Regions from separate parts of the Columba livia genome. Here region 2 is linked to region 1. A link is a contact called in public Hi-C data. All regions are on one chromosome and are shown on one strand. Each heading gives the region's core, a stretch centred on a gene start, on an enhancer-like site or on the middle of the called end of the contact. The rest is flanking DNA. Distances are from core to core; before and after follow the strand shown. Region 1 overlaps LOC110359766 (a long non-coding RNA gene). Region 2 overlaps RBKS (ribokinase).

Evidence for each region. A called contact is a pair of places that touch in the nucleus more often than the background predicts.
Region 2: a Hi-C map of liver shows a contact between it and region 1, with 2.2 times the contacts expected there. The contact joins two enhancer-like sites. A contact is called at or near these places in 2 of 2 Hi-C or Micro-C datasets (crop and liver).

The regions. Positions count from the first base shown.
Region 1 is chr3:90,781,724-90,784,829 of bColLiv1.pat.W.v2, reverse strand. LOC110359766 (a long non-coding RNA gene) reads right to left here. Exons shown (of 3, transcript XR_010471551.1): 1 at 2,871-3,106; 2 at 1-1,767. Among named protein-coding and RNA genes, the nearest start is that of TRNASTOP-UCA, 19 kb to the left of the region's middle. Within about 2 kb of position 1,524, at least 1 of the 3 cell types and tissues checked has an H3K27ac peak away from gene starts, as active enhancers do.
Region 2 is chr3:90,848,321-90,851,426 of bColLiv1.pat.W.v2, reverse strand. All of the region lies in intron 7 of RBKS (ribokinase), which reads left to right. Among named protein-coding and RNA genes, the nearest start is that of MRPL33, 21 kb to the right of the region's middle. Within about 2 kb of position 1,511, at least 1 of the 3 cell types and tissues checked has an H3K27ac peak away from gene starts, as active enhancers do.

The sequences.
Region 1 (3,106 bases), core at 275-2,774:
ATGAGGCTCAGGGTGATTAAGAAATGTGAATAAGCATATGGAAAATGAAACCTCACTCTGTAATACAGAATTTTTTATTCTTATGGCCTTGTTCGGGGTCTTACGTAACATCGTTTCCCAAGGTAGTTGTTTTTTTTGTGTCCTGCCCCCTTTCCCCACACTCCCCTCCCAGTTTTCTAAGGTTTGGGAGGAAGAGAAGATACTCTTTAGGCAATCTGCACACCTGCTGGCGGGTCACCACAAAGTGACCAAGTTAGTGACTAGAGTGGGTTTCATATGGACCAGGTTGGCCAGCTTGGCTGTGTCCTGTAGCTTGGAGAACACAGATTCACCTAGCTTTTAAAAATTATTTTATTTTATTTTATTTTATTTTATTTTATTTTATTTTATTTTATTATTTCTCCCCTCTCTAGTAGCTTATGCTTTCAAAATAGGTCATCACCCCTTTTCAGTATGGGAGCAGAAGCAGTCGCAAGTGGCGAAGCAGAAGTCGGGAATGACTGTGATTAAGTACTTTTCCTGGAAAAATCCCTTTCTGCCATAGGTGGCCTGAAGGCACTGGTACATTAGGGCTGCAGTGTTTCCAGTAACCCAGCAGGATTTGGTGGGTGGAGGAAGGGAAGGAACTCAGCAAGCCGTGACAATGGGAAAATCTTGGCAGGGACTTGCACACGTGGTCTTGCAACCGGCCTGGATGTCCCAACAGTTACAAGAAGGGATTGCACCGAAGTGAGGGAAGCTCAGAAAAGTGTGTGTGAAGGCAACCATGAACCCAAATCCTGGATCGGTGTGTTTGGCTGAGGCCTCGGGGTAAAGCAGGGAGGCAGCTGAGGCCATGGTCCCCTGAGGCTCAATGCCGCCGGGCAGTGTAGTGACGGGAAATCTGGAGATACCCCTTCCCCGAGGGAGAAGGGGACCGAGACGTTTTTGGTGGCTGCATGCTCTCCAACGGGCACCAGTGCTGCTGTGGTCGAGCTCGGGGTTCCTCCAGGTGGCCCTGTTAGGAGGTGGCGATACCAGGCAGGGTGTCGGGGCTGCAGGGCTCCAGAGCGCCCTGCGGACACCCGGGTGCCGCTGGGCAGCCGCCTCTGCCCCGGGCCGCCTCAGGGCACGGCCTCACCCCTCTCGCCCGGCCGAGCCGCGCCAGCCCGACGCCGCGTCGGCCCGCCGCCAGGCGAGGCGGCTGCTCCCCGAAGGGGTGCGGGGTGCCCGGCGGCGGCCGGCGGGCCCCGGGGCGGGCAGAGGCCGGGACGGGAGGCCGCGCCCCGCCGGCCGTTAGGGCCGTTGCGCGGGCCCGGCCGGCCGTTGGTGTACGCGCCGCTGCTGCCCCCTGCCGGGTGCGGGCGGCGTCGCCTCAGGAGCCCGGCCGAGGAGCCCCGCTGAGGGAACGGGCCGCTGCGAGGGCGGGAGGGCGGCTCTCGGAGCGCGGGGACGAGGGACAGCGGGATACAGGCCCCGGGAGGTGGTTTTTTAAAATGATTAATATAAATATATATATATATATATTTATTTGGTTCTTTTAGGCGGGAAAGTGTCTTCCTGCCCGGGTTAAGGGACGAGCGGGTCTTCCCTCACCGGCCGTTGGCACAGAGCTGCTGTCAGTGTGGGCTGCGCTCCTTTCTTGGCCCCTTGGCTCCCTCGGGCCTCCTGGCAGCCCTGGCAGGACACGGCCGGGCTGAGCCCCGCTGGGGAGCGGTTTGCAGATGCTTTCGGTTAGAGTGCCTTCCCTGGCCGTGCATATGTGTGACTGCACCCCTGCAGCAGTTCCTGCAGAGTGATCCAGGAGTGGGTCATTTCCTTTTGAGTCAGTGGCATCAATCACAGAGCATATTGCTCTGGCTTTTGGCTCAGGTCTTCAGATGTGAAGACATAAGCTCCTGCTCACACACGGGCCATGGGCAGCTTGGAGACAAGCCTAGGGCTGTGGTTTTGTGGGCCTCTTAGCATCCGTCAGGCACTAACTGCAGCTGTCAGGGCACTGTTCCCCAGCCTTCTCACCAGCCATTATATATCCCCTCCTGATTTAAAAGTGTCAGCCTGGCTCGTGGGCCAGGCAAGTCAGCGTCAGGGTCCTGCCGAGCAAGCTTGTTGAGCTCAGACTGCCCTGCTAGCATGGAAGATCTGCTGAACAGAGCGACAGTCTTCTGTGGGTGTCCCAGCATTACATGCCATGCAGAGTCAGGTCTTTAGGCAGCAAGTTTTATCTCATGCTGATTCAGATGCCTCTGGTACAGTGAACCATAACTTAAATCCAGACATTGTCCAGACTGTTTAGAGGCTGTCCCTTGCACCCACGATGTACACACTGTATTGTTTTATATGAACAACTACACAATAGAATTTTTATGGACAAGTTTATGTGAACAAAAGTTTTGTGTTTGGGTTTTTTTGGTTTTTTGTTTTTTGTTTTTTTTTTACAGCTTGAGATTTTGACTTTGTAGCTGAGGGTCTCCTGTAAAATTTAAGACCAGCTACTGCTGCTCATGTTCCACTGCTGAAGCAAGATGGCTGAATGGACAGAGGATGCTATCCAACCCATAGATAAAGAGGATGCTATCCTACCCATAGGTGAAGAGGAGACGTCTGAAGGCTAAAACTGTAAATAAATACCCTACGCTTCCACGTAACATGCCTGGAGTAGTTACAGGGAAAACCAGCTATTACTACCAGAGGAAATCAAAGTGTACTTTGTAATTTGGGACACACTTAAGGTCCTGTATGTGCTGCAGGAATGGGCCTACAATTGCTGTGCCAGTCCCATCATCCCCATGTGTCTTTTTTGCCTCTGCAAAATGACATTGTGTGACTGATGTCAGACAGACAGGACAGAGCAATGGCTCCCAGCTCTGAAGACCTGCGGTGTCGCTTACCATGAGGAGCAGGTGGTTCAGGCTCCCTTTCTTCAAGGTGGACACGAGGTTGTCAGTCACAGGAGAGTCCTGGGCTTTACACTGTTCCTTGGGTCTGCCAGATCATGTACAGGACAGACATGAGAGTGTTAGTGATTCACAGCTGATCTCAAAGGCAATCTCCAGGCAAACACCTCTAAGCACAGATGAATACACACTCCAGTTGTGAAAATTAATGTGAAAATTATGCCCAAATG
Region 2 (3,106 bases), core at 262-2,761, 67 kb before region 1:
TTAAATCTCATGGAAAAGCCAGAATGTTTAACTTCACAGTGTTTCTAAGCACAAGCTAAAAAACTCCCCTATAATTTCTTACATTAGCAGCAGTCTACCTGTCTGGCTGTGCTTTTTGGGTAGAGAGAGTGCACAACCTGCTGAGGGAAGCTATGGAAATGACAGGTTGAGGTGCCGTGCTTATAAACAGGAAATTAATTTTTGAGACATGATAAAATTCAAAATTTGATCTACTCGGTTATGCCTGAAATTTGACACGAGTGTATGATTTATTCTGTATAGTCCTTCTCTGTGCGACATTCTCAGAGACAGATGATACATACTATTTGTCATAATCATAAATGTTACCATTATTTTTCCATGTCAGTTCTGCAAAATGAAGGCTCATTGCTACAATATGAATTTGTCATCAGATGTTTTGTGTTCAAATCCTATGAACTCCCTCTGATTTCTTATTACGATATATTAGATCTGGTTCTTTTACTGTGGGAGAGAATTTAAAAGGCTGTCTTTAAGCAGTAGAGCACTCACTGAGCAGCTTTGTATTGAACTCTGAAGATGTTACACAATCTTTATTTTAATAAAGCCTCGTATAAGTGTATAGCTACATAATTTTAGATATGTCACAATATTCAGGCCTGTGCAGTAATTGTGGTCTAAAGAAGGCAGTGTGGTTTAGCAATTTGAACAAAGGACTGAGTAAGAGTTCCAGGGCTCTGCAAAAGACTTGCTGTAAATCCTTGGGAGGGTTACTTGTCTTCTTTGTATCCCAATTTGTCCATCCATGAATTGGAGCTGCTATTAATGCATTGCATATAAACCATGAGAAGTCTGTTAGAGGTCAGAACAGAACCTGGGAGGCCTTTTTCCCAGGCTTGTCATCTAACCTCAGGCCAGTTGTGCTTCTTTGGGGGCTTTGCAAACTCATTGAAGTTCTTCTGCTTGAAGTTGAGAGGTCTTGTCTGTAAAAATATGGTTTACACTAAAAGTCTCTGACTTAGCTGTATCTTCTGGTTTGGAGGAAGCCTGAGCCAGAGGAGTGAAGTGGACGCTGAAATAAAGCCTTATAATATAAATAAATCCAAAACAGTCCTCCTAATAACAGCAATTCTTTGTCTCCTGACTTTGTGGCCTAACGTCTGAGGCTCAAGGGGATATAAATACAACACTCTGTGCAATGACTAATTACTCAAAATTCTGTGCATCAGCAGAAGTGGGACTTGTGGTTGACTCTAATATTATCAAATGCCTTTGCTATTTAATAATCTTGTAGCCGTACATTATTTAGCATGCCGTTTGCACAAAGAACAGTGATTTTATTTCAGCTATCTCTCAACAAAGTAAAAATGCAGCTGGTAGTAAATGAAGCATTTGGCAGACAATGTGTCTGATGTACAGTTCTCTAACTTGCTAAGAAGAGAAAAATGTTGTTGAGTGTTTAACCTTTTCCTACCCCAGGATGCAGCAAGAAGGACTAAAGTGACCACAGAGGGCAAGGTCTTCTCTTTTTCTTTTTTTCTTTTTCTTTCTCTTTTTCTTTTTCTTTTTCTTTTTCTTTTTCTTTTCCTTTTTCTTTTTCTTTTTCTTTTTCTTTTTCTTTTTCTTTTTCTTTTTCTTTTTCTTTTTCTTTTTCTTTTTCTTTTTCTTTTTCTTTTTCTTTTTCTTCCTTTTCCTTTTCTTTTTCCCTCTTCTTATTTCTGTTTTCTCTTTCTTTTCTTTTTCCTTTTTCCTCTTTCCTTTTCCTTTTTTCATTTTCTTTTTTTTTTGTTTTCTTTCTCTATTTTCTATTTTCTTTCTCTATATTTCTCTCTATATAGATTTATCTTTCTCTATACATATTTTATCTATTTCTCTCTATTTTCTTTTTTTCTCTCATCTTCTCTTTTTCAAGGAAAGAGAAAAAGTTACTATCGGACAAACAGCTTATCTATCAGCAGGGTTTATTCACACACCAACACAGAAGAATTATGCCCAGAGCTCCCATTAACATCCCACAAACCGACAGCATAATAGCTTCCTTTCTTTGACACGCAACCAAAATAGGTTAATAAATAAGTTTAGTTCCAGTCATAGCCCACTTTCTGACTTAGGCTTCTGCATTCCCTCTTTTACAAATATGGAATCCATTGAATTTTGGAACAGAAAAACAATGAGGAATAAGTTAATCTGCCCAACACTCCAATCAGCAATCTGCACTGTAAATCTATTTAAAGCTGCATCTATTATTTTGTGAAGTTCAGCTGAACTGTGAAAGGGCACATGACTGAAATCACTGCATTTGAGTTGACTCACAGTTAAGTGTAGATGGGAATTGCTGGGCTCATCACAAGTTGCTGCTTCTGATTCAGACCTTCTGAAGACCCTTCAGTTTTTGGAGGCTGGTGAGTGGCCGGAGGGCACACAGGTATCCAGCGAGGAGAGGAACTGCAAGAGTTGCGTCCCTCTGCATTGACAGCCAACTGAGAAAAGCTGCTGCAAACTGGATGTGCCTTCTTCACTCTTTGAGAGCAGAAAGATGTATTATCCCCATTATACAGATAGGAACAACGGAACAAAAATGTTACCATTTAGGTGCTCTGAAGCACTGGATAAAAATGTTCTGCTCCAGGTTACACAGGGAGTTGGGGTGATGTAGCCAAAAATGAAGCATAGGCATATATTGTCCCATGCTACTCTCTTAACTTCTAGACGACATTGTCATGGAAGGAAACACTGTTTATCTGCCCAGTAACTCTCTATTTTAATCTGTACGAACAAACAATGTAAACAAAATGAGCAAACAGAAGCAGGCTTGTGCAGAACAATTTGCAGCCTTGTTTTCCAGTGGAAGATTCCACAGACCACCCAGGCTTTGCTCTAGTCCTTTCCTCAACTGTGGAGCATCTAATTAAATCCCTCTCCATTCCTGACTCGAAGTGGAAGAGAGCCTACAGTCCTGTGCAGTTTCTTTCCAGATGGAAATGCATAATTTAACAGAGATACAGCTGGCAGGGAGAAGTGGGCCCAAAGCATTATTAGCATTTGCCACAAATTGCATTAAATTACAAGGAGGTACTTAATGAAGATGTAGGATTAAAAAGAAGATTAAACCCAGTATTTACTTTCC